2 separate regions of the Mus musculus genome follow, and region 1 is linked to region 2. The links are chromatin contacts, called in public Hi-C maps. All regions are on one chromosome and are shown on one strand. Each heading gives the region's core, a stretch centred on a gene start, on an enhancer-like site or on the middle of the called end of the contact. The rest is flanking DNA. Distances are from core to core; before and after follow the strand shown.

Region 1 (3,889 bases), core at 212-2,711, 610 kb after region 2:
ATGGAGTGGGTTTGCAGGTCCAGCAACCCACATGGAAGGGTGAAGACCCCGATTCTATGTGCCTACCAGAGTTTAGCTGAGGGCCTGGAGATTGCCCCACCCCACCCCCCACCAGCCATCCTCAGGAGCCTCAAATGCCTACATAGCCCACTGGTAGCCTGGCTGATGACCTGGGCCCTGGGCAAGCAGATTAGCCCCAGCAGTTATCAGATACCAGGGATAGTGTCTGATAACAAGATGTTGCTCCTTCCTTACAAGCCAAACCAAGCTGAGGGGACCACCACCTGCCCCCTAGAGAAAGTGTTGGTCTCTGTCTCTGAGGAAAGCCCTATCATAGCCATTTTCCCTCCTGTCTTTCTCTGAGATGACAACCCCTGCCCTGAGTTCAACCTTCCTTCCATTGGGAACAGTTGAGGGCCTCTTACTTGCTCCGGCCTGTCCTAAAAAGCCTGAGCTGCCTAGCTGGCCCTCAGCAGCACCTGAGGCTGGTGTTTCCATGGCAACAGCTGAGGGGGGAAAAGCAGGCTGCTGCAAACAGGGAAGGCCTGAGGAGAGCCCCCCGACAAGAGGTTCCTGCAGTAGCATCCCAGTGCACAGATGTGCTCCAGGAGGGTCCCTACCAAATTTCAGGGTTCTAGGACTCTGCTCACTGTGCCTGTCTCAGGACCACCCCCCCCCCCAATCCCTCACTGCTCTCTAAGGAATGTCCTCAGGCTCAGCTGCCGCCAGAGCCAGCCTGGGATACTCACAGCCTCTACAGTCAAGTCTTTCCTCAGTAAGAGCCCATCAGACTCCTTCGATAAGTGGCTGACCCCTCATGCTAGATCCTGGGACTATAGAGGTGAACACAAAGGACTCAGCCATAGGCACCCGCATCTCTGGGTGGGCAGTCTGCCAAGTGGAACCTATCTGAAGACCTAGGAGCCCAGAACTTCAGCTCTTCATTCCCTTCTGCCCCTTTCCCACAGGTCCCCACTGCTACCCACCTGATACCACATAGCCCCCCTCCACCAGACTGGGTAGCCTCACTTGTGATTAGCATGGCTGCTAGGGGCTGAGCTGCCTTGGCTCATGTCCAGGGTCCTCTGGCAGTCTCAGCCCATCAGCATCTTGTCACTCACGCCTGGAAAACGCACCAAAGTGGGGTGGGGTGGGGTGGGAGGTGGCGTTGTCTCCACTACAAGAAGACGGTGGAGTTTGCACTGCCTGGAAACAGCCTTTCCTCACCCCTTTTATTTTATGAGCAGTAAGAACTGTGCTATGTTTTAACGAAATAGTAAGTGCTTCGGCGGTCCCTGCCACTCGCTAGACACAGCCGCGACAGCCACTGCTAGCCCTGCAGAAAATGATCCCCATGTTTTTTTCAAAACAGCATAATTAATCTATTCTGGAGCTTGTGGAGGATGCTACCCCACAAAACAGGAGCTGTCCTCAGCACCAGAGACCCAGACCGAGCCTCTCCCAGCGGCCCGGGTCAACCACACGCTCCGCCCTCCTCATATAACCAGGTAGTCCCTTTGTCAAGGCAACTGTAGGTGCACTCGGAAAAACGCCTGCGTTTCTTTTTACTGAAGCAAAGATACACGAAACCGAATCCAATCTTCATGAATTTTTACACGCATGCTGCTCAGCCTGAAAATTTGGAGGCTGCGTTTTGAAGGCTTTTTATTCAAATCCCCCTCTTTGTCTGCTGGTCCACGAGTCTCATTGGCCGATCAAATGGCACGAGCGCCCCCTGGTGGATCACGTGCGAAGTTGCCACCGCTGCAAACCCCCAAGCTGGCTCTTTTTATGATGTTTGTTAAAAATCACTAGGTGCTTTCTCGTCCCTTGCGGACAAGTTATGCTGTCTACGGCATCCACATCGTGGATAGTTATCCTCGTGGTTGATATGCCAATGTCAGCGTTGTCTTGCAGACTGTCAGAAGAGCCTGGGGAGACTTCCCTGGCCTGGCGTGGTGAGAAGATAGGATGGGATTAAGAATTGAGCATCTTGCCCAGAAAGCTTTTCCTGAGACAGAAACCCTGGGCACAGGAATGCCTGTCTGGGGTCGCTGTGATCACACTCATTACTATGGCAATGACAGGCTGAAACTGATCAAACTCAGCGTTTTGCCAGGCAGGCCCCAGGATGGGCGCCAGGGTGCAGAAGGATGGGGCGTGGTGAGGCAAAAGGGTGCAATTAAGCTCTTTCAGCTTGCTTCAAAAGTGCCACCAGCTCAGCTGGACTGTTCTCTGTCTGATTGTGAATATTTTGAGTTCTCCATATGTTACATTGTCCCACGAGGACGGACTCCTCCCGGCCCACAGAGATTAAAGAGACGTAAATAGATTAACTGAAGCATGAAGGATTTGAGCTAGATATAAAGAACCATTTCCTGTTGTGAAGCAGGAGGGACACGTTGCCAATAAACTCTCGGCGAAATTCTCAAAGGACTTGAAAAGGAGAAAAGTTCCCGCAGTGGTCCGGCATTTTCTTTGCCGTGCTTACTGAAGCGGTTGGGTTCTCCCTCCGCTAACTCGTAACTCTTAAACAGTACTGGTTGGCCGGCAGTAAACACCAGGTTAATGGTGTGACCATATAGCTCACTGTTGTGGGATTTCAAAGGCCGTTTATCTGAGGTCTGCCATTTCCTTTCATCTGGAGTAAGTAAAGCCGCAGAGGTGACTATTTCTCCCCGTGTGTGCTGAGTAGTGTGGGCCACTGGCTGTTAAAGATGCTGTCCTCACATTGTTGCTGGGGTTCTTTTTCAATAAAATTTATATTCATTTTTATCCAACAATGTAATTATCGATCCATCCTTATCGCTGCTCTTACAAGGAGAAAAAAAAAAAAAAACAACCAAGGGGGGAGGGCAACACTTTCATGTTCAAAGGATGCTTTTAAAAAAAAGAAAAGATCAATGTCCCCGCCATTTGAACGTGATGGGGAGATGCAAATGGGGTGTTGGGCAAATAGCGATTCCACATTAAAGAAAACATAATTAGGTCAGCCCCGGCCCTCCGAGGCTCACGTGCCTTTGAAGAATCCGAAGACCACGCTTCCTTCATTGAATCTTGTTTAACTTGAACATTTTAAAGTCAGCCCAAATTTCTTTTTAGAGTGGGAGAAGAAAAACGTGCCAAAATTTTTCCTGTCAACCTACTTTTGGGGTGCTGAATATATGCTATACGTTTCTTGATATTCACGCACACACTCGAAACTTTCCAGGTTGCCTAAACTGATTACTCGTAAATTAGACATTTAGAGGACTGGAGGAAAAAAGAAAAAAATGAAAATCTAGACACCTCTGAGAAGCTGCTGTAACCATGGAGACCATTCTCATAGCTGTAGTGTGAAGGGCAAAAAGATTTGTGTTCCCAAATCTGAGCTTATCGCATCCCTCATTGCCAGACACAAAAACCCGAGATGTGTTACACTTCATCCTTGGGGTGGGGGTTCACAGAGGAATGCAATCCACGGGTAAGGGAAGTTTCTAATGACACACTATGGAGCAATCGGAACAAACTGTCTCTAGGTCTTAGGTGCAGTAGAAGGACAAACTCTTAAATTATTGGAACGGGCTGCAAGTTCCCAACCAAGAGCTGGAATAGACTGACCTCCGATGTTTCTTCCAGTCCAGAGGCTCTGTGAAGCTGTGTCTTTGTGAACAGATGATGGCAGGCACCAGCCTGGGCTTGTCAGTTAGGCAACATCTGAAGGGCCCTGCTGTGTTAAGAGCCTGCTCCCTAAGCCCCGGGCATGCTACACCGCACGCCTTTTACTTTCCTGCGGGCGGGCGAGGGGATGCACAGGCTCAGCAGGTGGACAGACCACAGGGAACCAGCAGCCCAGACAGAGGCTGGTCCACTGTGATTTGCAGACAGAACTGAACAAGACTAAGATGTC
Region 2 (3,772 bases), core at 524-3,023:
TTCTGGCTTTTTCTACCTATGTGACCAGGGAAAGTAGCCAACCCTTCTGGGATGCTGTACAGCCTGAGCATCCAGTGTAGTAAGGGGCGACTGTCCATGGACATCTGATGCATGAGGTATACTTGGATGGGCACTGCCTGTGTGTTAACTACTGTTCTCACTGTGTGCTAACTACTGTTTCTGCTGTGCTCAGCTCTAGAGAGCAAGTCATTGACCAGACACACTTGAGGCTGAAGGGAAATCCAGACAGACCACAGTAGAGGGCTAAAGCAGTCCAGCTTAGCTGAGGCCAGGGATTCTGCAGAAGCGGTAAGGGTGAGAAAGCAATCAAGGAAGTTTGGCTTGTCCTGCACACACATACACTGACTTTCTGTGTTCATGTGATAAGTGTCAAAGCTGTCACCCAAACACATCACTCCTTAGGCCATGGTGAATTTCTTTTCCACCCATCATGCTAAATACCAGATCTCACCGCATAGCACTGGTCTGTGCCTGGACAGGGAATCACTCCACAATCCCTGAAACTAAAAGAACCAGACAATAGAAGCTATACCAAGGGGCATCAGACACTGCCTTCCTTCCTCCCAAGATCCATGCTTCAGCTGTAGCCAAACTTTTATATTGAACACTCTTACATTCAAATCACTGATATCTCTGGTGGAGTTCAGCAAGAATGCCTGGTACGTGTATAAATGGTTAATCTACAGGATGAGGGAGAAGCAACACTAAGCAGCAGAGTGCATTTTATCTGGCTGCCTCTCCAGGGCTGAGAGAAATAAAGGCCACCTGGCCCAGACCTCCCTCCCCCAGCGCATGCCCAACTTTCTGCAAGGAAGACAGTCCTGATTTCCCCTGCGGATTCTGGCAGGCTTCTGTGGTGGGAGATGTCCTTAGCTCAAATGCCAGAAACATGACAAATACCTGGAGGGCAGGCTTAGGCTGCCCTGCAAGGGATGCTCTGTCCTCACAATCCCCCAGAACACAGATGCACTCACTGGCTGTAGCAATATGGTAGCATGGCAGAGAAGAGAGGTGGAAATCATCTGACGAACCAGTAACTGCCAAACACAGAAATGTCAGTGGGTGGTAGCTCACTGTGTCCTTGAAGGAGAGGTTGTTGCCACATCTTGAGATAGACCAACTTCTCCAAAGGGAAAGAGCTTTCGCTTTTTCAAAATACTTGAGTTGGGTCAGGGAGATAGCTCAGTCGGTAAAATGCTTGCCTCGCAACCACGAGGACCGGGGTTTGATTCCCAGAAACAATATAAAGAAGGCCAGATATGTTGGCCTGCACTTGTAATCCCAATGCTAGACAAGGGCATATGCCTGGGGCTCATGGTCAGCCAGCCCAAACTACTTGGTGGGCTTGTGGCCAATAACAGACCCCACCTCAAAACAGTGTGGACAACTCCTGAGTTAAGGTAAGAGAGGACAGGATGGGTGTCAGTGTGTGTGTGTGTGTCAGAGAGAGAAAGAGAGAGAGAGAGAGAGAGAGAGAGAGAGAGAGAGAGAGAGAGAGAGATGCTCATGTGAGAACTTATCAGCATTAGTGTGCAAAACTAGGAGACAGAGGCGACTAGGTGGAGAAAGTCCTTAAGTAAAGGGACTTGAGGCTTGCTTATCTTTTGTGTGTGTTTGTTGCAGAGGGTGAGGGATGGAGGTGTAGTTCTGAATTTCAAAGAGCTGGTTTGGGAGTCTGGGAGTGTCCTCCTCTGCCAAGTCTGGAGCAGACCCCAGGGGCTGTCAGCAGCAGCTGTTGACTGCTCCCTCTCGCATGTAAAGTGGCCGTGCCAGCCCCGCTGGCGGGCAGCCTCAAGCCCTTCTGCCACCTTGTACTGTTGGGCCTCACTGAACATGGAGCTCGGCCTGTCATCACCACTCCCTCCATCTCAGCAGGTGGCTGGGCCTTCCAGAAGAGCCACCCTGGGCAAGGAAGTGACAACTTGTCATGGCCAGCTCTTCTTGGTTGAGAAGCCAGGGGCACACTGACCTCTGGGGGCAGAACAAAGGGAAACACAGAGTCAGGGGAGCAAGGGGTTGTGTCTTCCCACCCAAGGATTTTAAATTTCTCCTCTGTCTGTTTATTTGTTTGTTTGTTTGTTTTTGTTTTTGTACCACACAGGTGGTGGTGTCTTCTCAAGCTCAATGGTAATTACAGTGCCGGTCACGATTACTTAACTTATCTCTGGTTGTATGACAGGAAATCTATTAGGTTAGAGGATGCTGACCAGCCCCATGAGGGGACAGAACAGGAAGTTGATGACATTGCAGCAGGCAAGGCATTCACAAGCCAGGTAGGTCTTGCTGCTAGAAGAGGAAATCTGGACCTGAAGCTAAGGCCAGTCCATCCACATGTCTGCAAAGTGTCGTAAGGGTCCCTTACTTTCCAATGTAGGTATTAAGAAAGGGCACAGAGAAACAGTGACTTTCTCTGCTGGGTGTTAGGTAACATAAAAGAGAATTCTTAGCATGCTGAAGAATACGGAGGTTCAGTAGGAAGGAATCAACATCCTTGTGGACAGAGAAAGGCTGAAGAGACCCTTGCTTCTGGACCAGGCTTTGCACAGCATCCTGTATCACTTCCCCCAGAGATGCTGAGGGTACGGGTCTGCACACTGCAGGCAATGATATATTACTCCTGCTCATCTTTGCTGTGATCAAATGCCTGACAGAAACAAGTTCCCAGAGGAATCCTTTATTTGGGCTTGCAGTTTCAGAGGTGGTAATCCATCTTGGTGTGAGGGGCGGAGCTGAACAACTCTTATCATGGCTGGCAAGAAACAGAAAGGCACACAGGAAAAGGCCAGGGTTAAAAACAACTTCCAGGGACCAACTTCCTCCAACTAGATCCCACAGAACAGACCTCTATGCAGTACCCATTCTGTCCCCAGCCGGGTACAGGGGACATAGCAGTAATGAGACTCAGCTCCTACCTCAAGAAGAAAAGTTTATCTCTGCAGCCACCCAGTCAATACATTTTTTTTGTCATGGTGAGGACAGATACAGCACACAGCCTTCTGCTCTCACCCACTCTATGAAGAAGGGCGGCTTTCCAAGGCCAAGCACTGGTCTCAGGACTCAGCCCCCTGCTGAGCACTCATCTTAGAGGAGCTTCCACGTGACTGGCATGGTCATGATGTCTCTCTCCACCAGATTCTGTGAGAGAAAGTCTCTGTGGGATCACACGGGAATCCAGGCACTAAAGAATACTGACCGTAGTGACCACAGACTTAGTCACAAAATGCTCCAATCATGGTGCAGGCATCTCTTAAAGTTTGAAAATGATAGGCTTATGACTAAGAGTGTCACACAGTGGGTCTGAATTTCATAAGCCTACTGCTCCAAAAGGTTTATGTTATAGAAAATACATCGGAATTTTAATGGGCCATGCATATAACCTATTGATCATGCTATTGTTATCATTAAAGAAAGATCTACTAAGAGTTAGGAGTTGGACTATGTCACCCACAAGAAGATACACCCATCTTCTAACCTGTTATTGTGTCACTTGGATTCTGGAGGATATAATCAAGAAAAGATGAGGTCATCTTGTATTGGAATCTGGCCCTAAATGTAATGCTGGCTTCTTTATAAGAAGGTCGTGTCAGAAAGGGGTAAGCATCCTCTGAAGACCTGAGGCAGAGGTGCAAGTGGGGGTTCTGCATGACAGACAGGTCACTTCTAGGAATAAGAAAGAAAAGACATTCTGCTCTCTGGCCTTAAAGTGAAGCATGGTCTTAAGGAAAGAGGAACCTCTGGCTTATAGCCTCCA

What was found. A called contact is a pair of places that touch in the nucleus more often than the background predicts.
Region 1: a contact with region 2 is called in a Hi-C map of cerebellum, with 3 times the contacts expected there. The contact joins two enhancer-like sites. A contact is called at or near these places in 4 of 39 promoter capture datasets (embryonic stem cells, hippocampal neurons, liver and 1 more), 4 of 484 Hi-C or Micro-C datasets (cerebellum, cerebral cortex, palatal mesenchyme and 1 more) and 1 of 115 datasets of contacts at active chromatin or transcription factors (differentiating embryonic stem cells).

Annotation. Positions count from the first base shown.
Region 1 is chr9:102,543,465-102,547,353 of GRCm38.p6, forward strand. Ky (kyphoscoliosis peptidase) reads left to right here. Exons shown (of 11, transcript NM_024291.3): 11 at 1-2,775. Among named protein-coding and RNA genes, the nearest start is that of Gm29387, 14 kb to the right of the region's middle. Within about 2 kb of position 1,462, at least 90 of the 459 cell types and tissues checked have an H3K27ac peak or open chromatin away from gene starts, as enhancers often do. A contact at or near this core is called in cerebellum and cerebral cortex, where this site is marked.
Region 2 is chr9:101,937,403-101,941,174 of GRCm38.p6, forward strand. All of the region lies in intron 12 of Ephb1 (Eph receptor B1), which reads right to left. Among named protein-coding and RNA genes, the nearest start is that of Gm31326, 45 kb to the right of the region's middle. Within about 2 kb of position 1,774, at least 11 of the 459 cell types and tissues checked have an H3K27ac peak or open chromatin away from gene starts, as enhancers often do. A contact at or near this core is called in cerebellum and cerebral cortex, where this site is marked.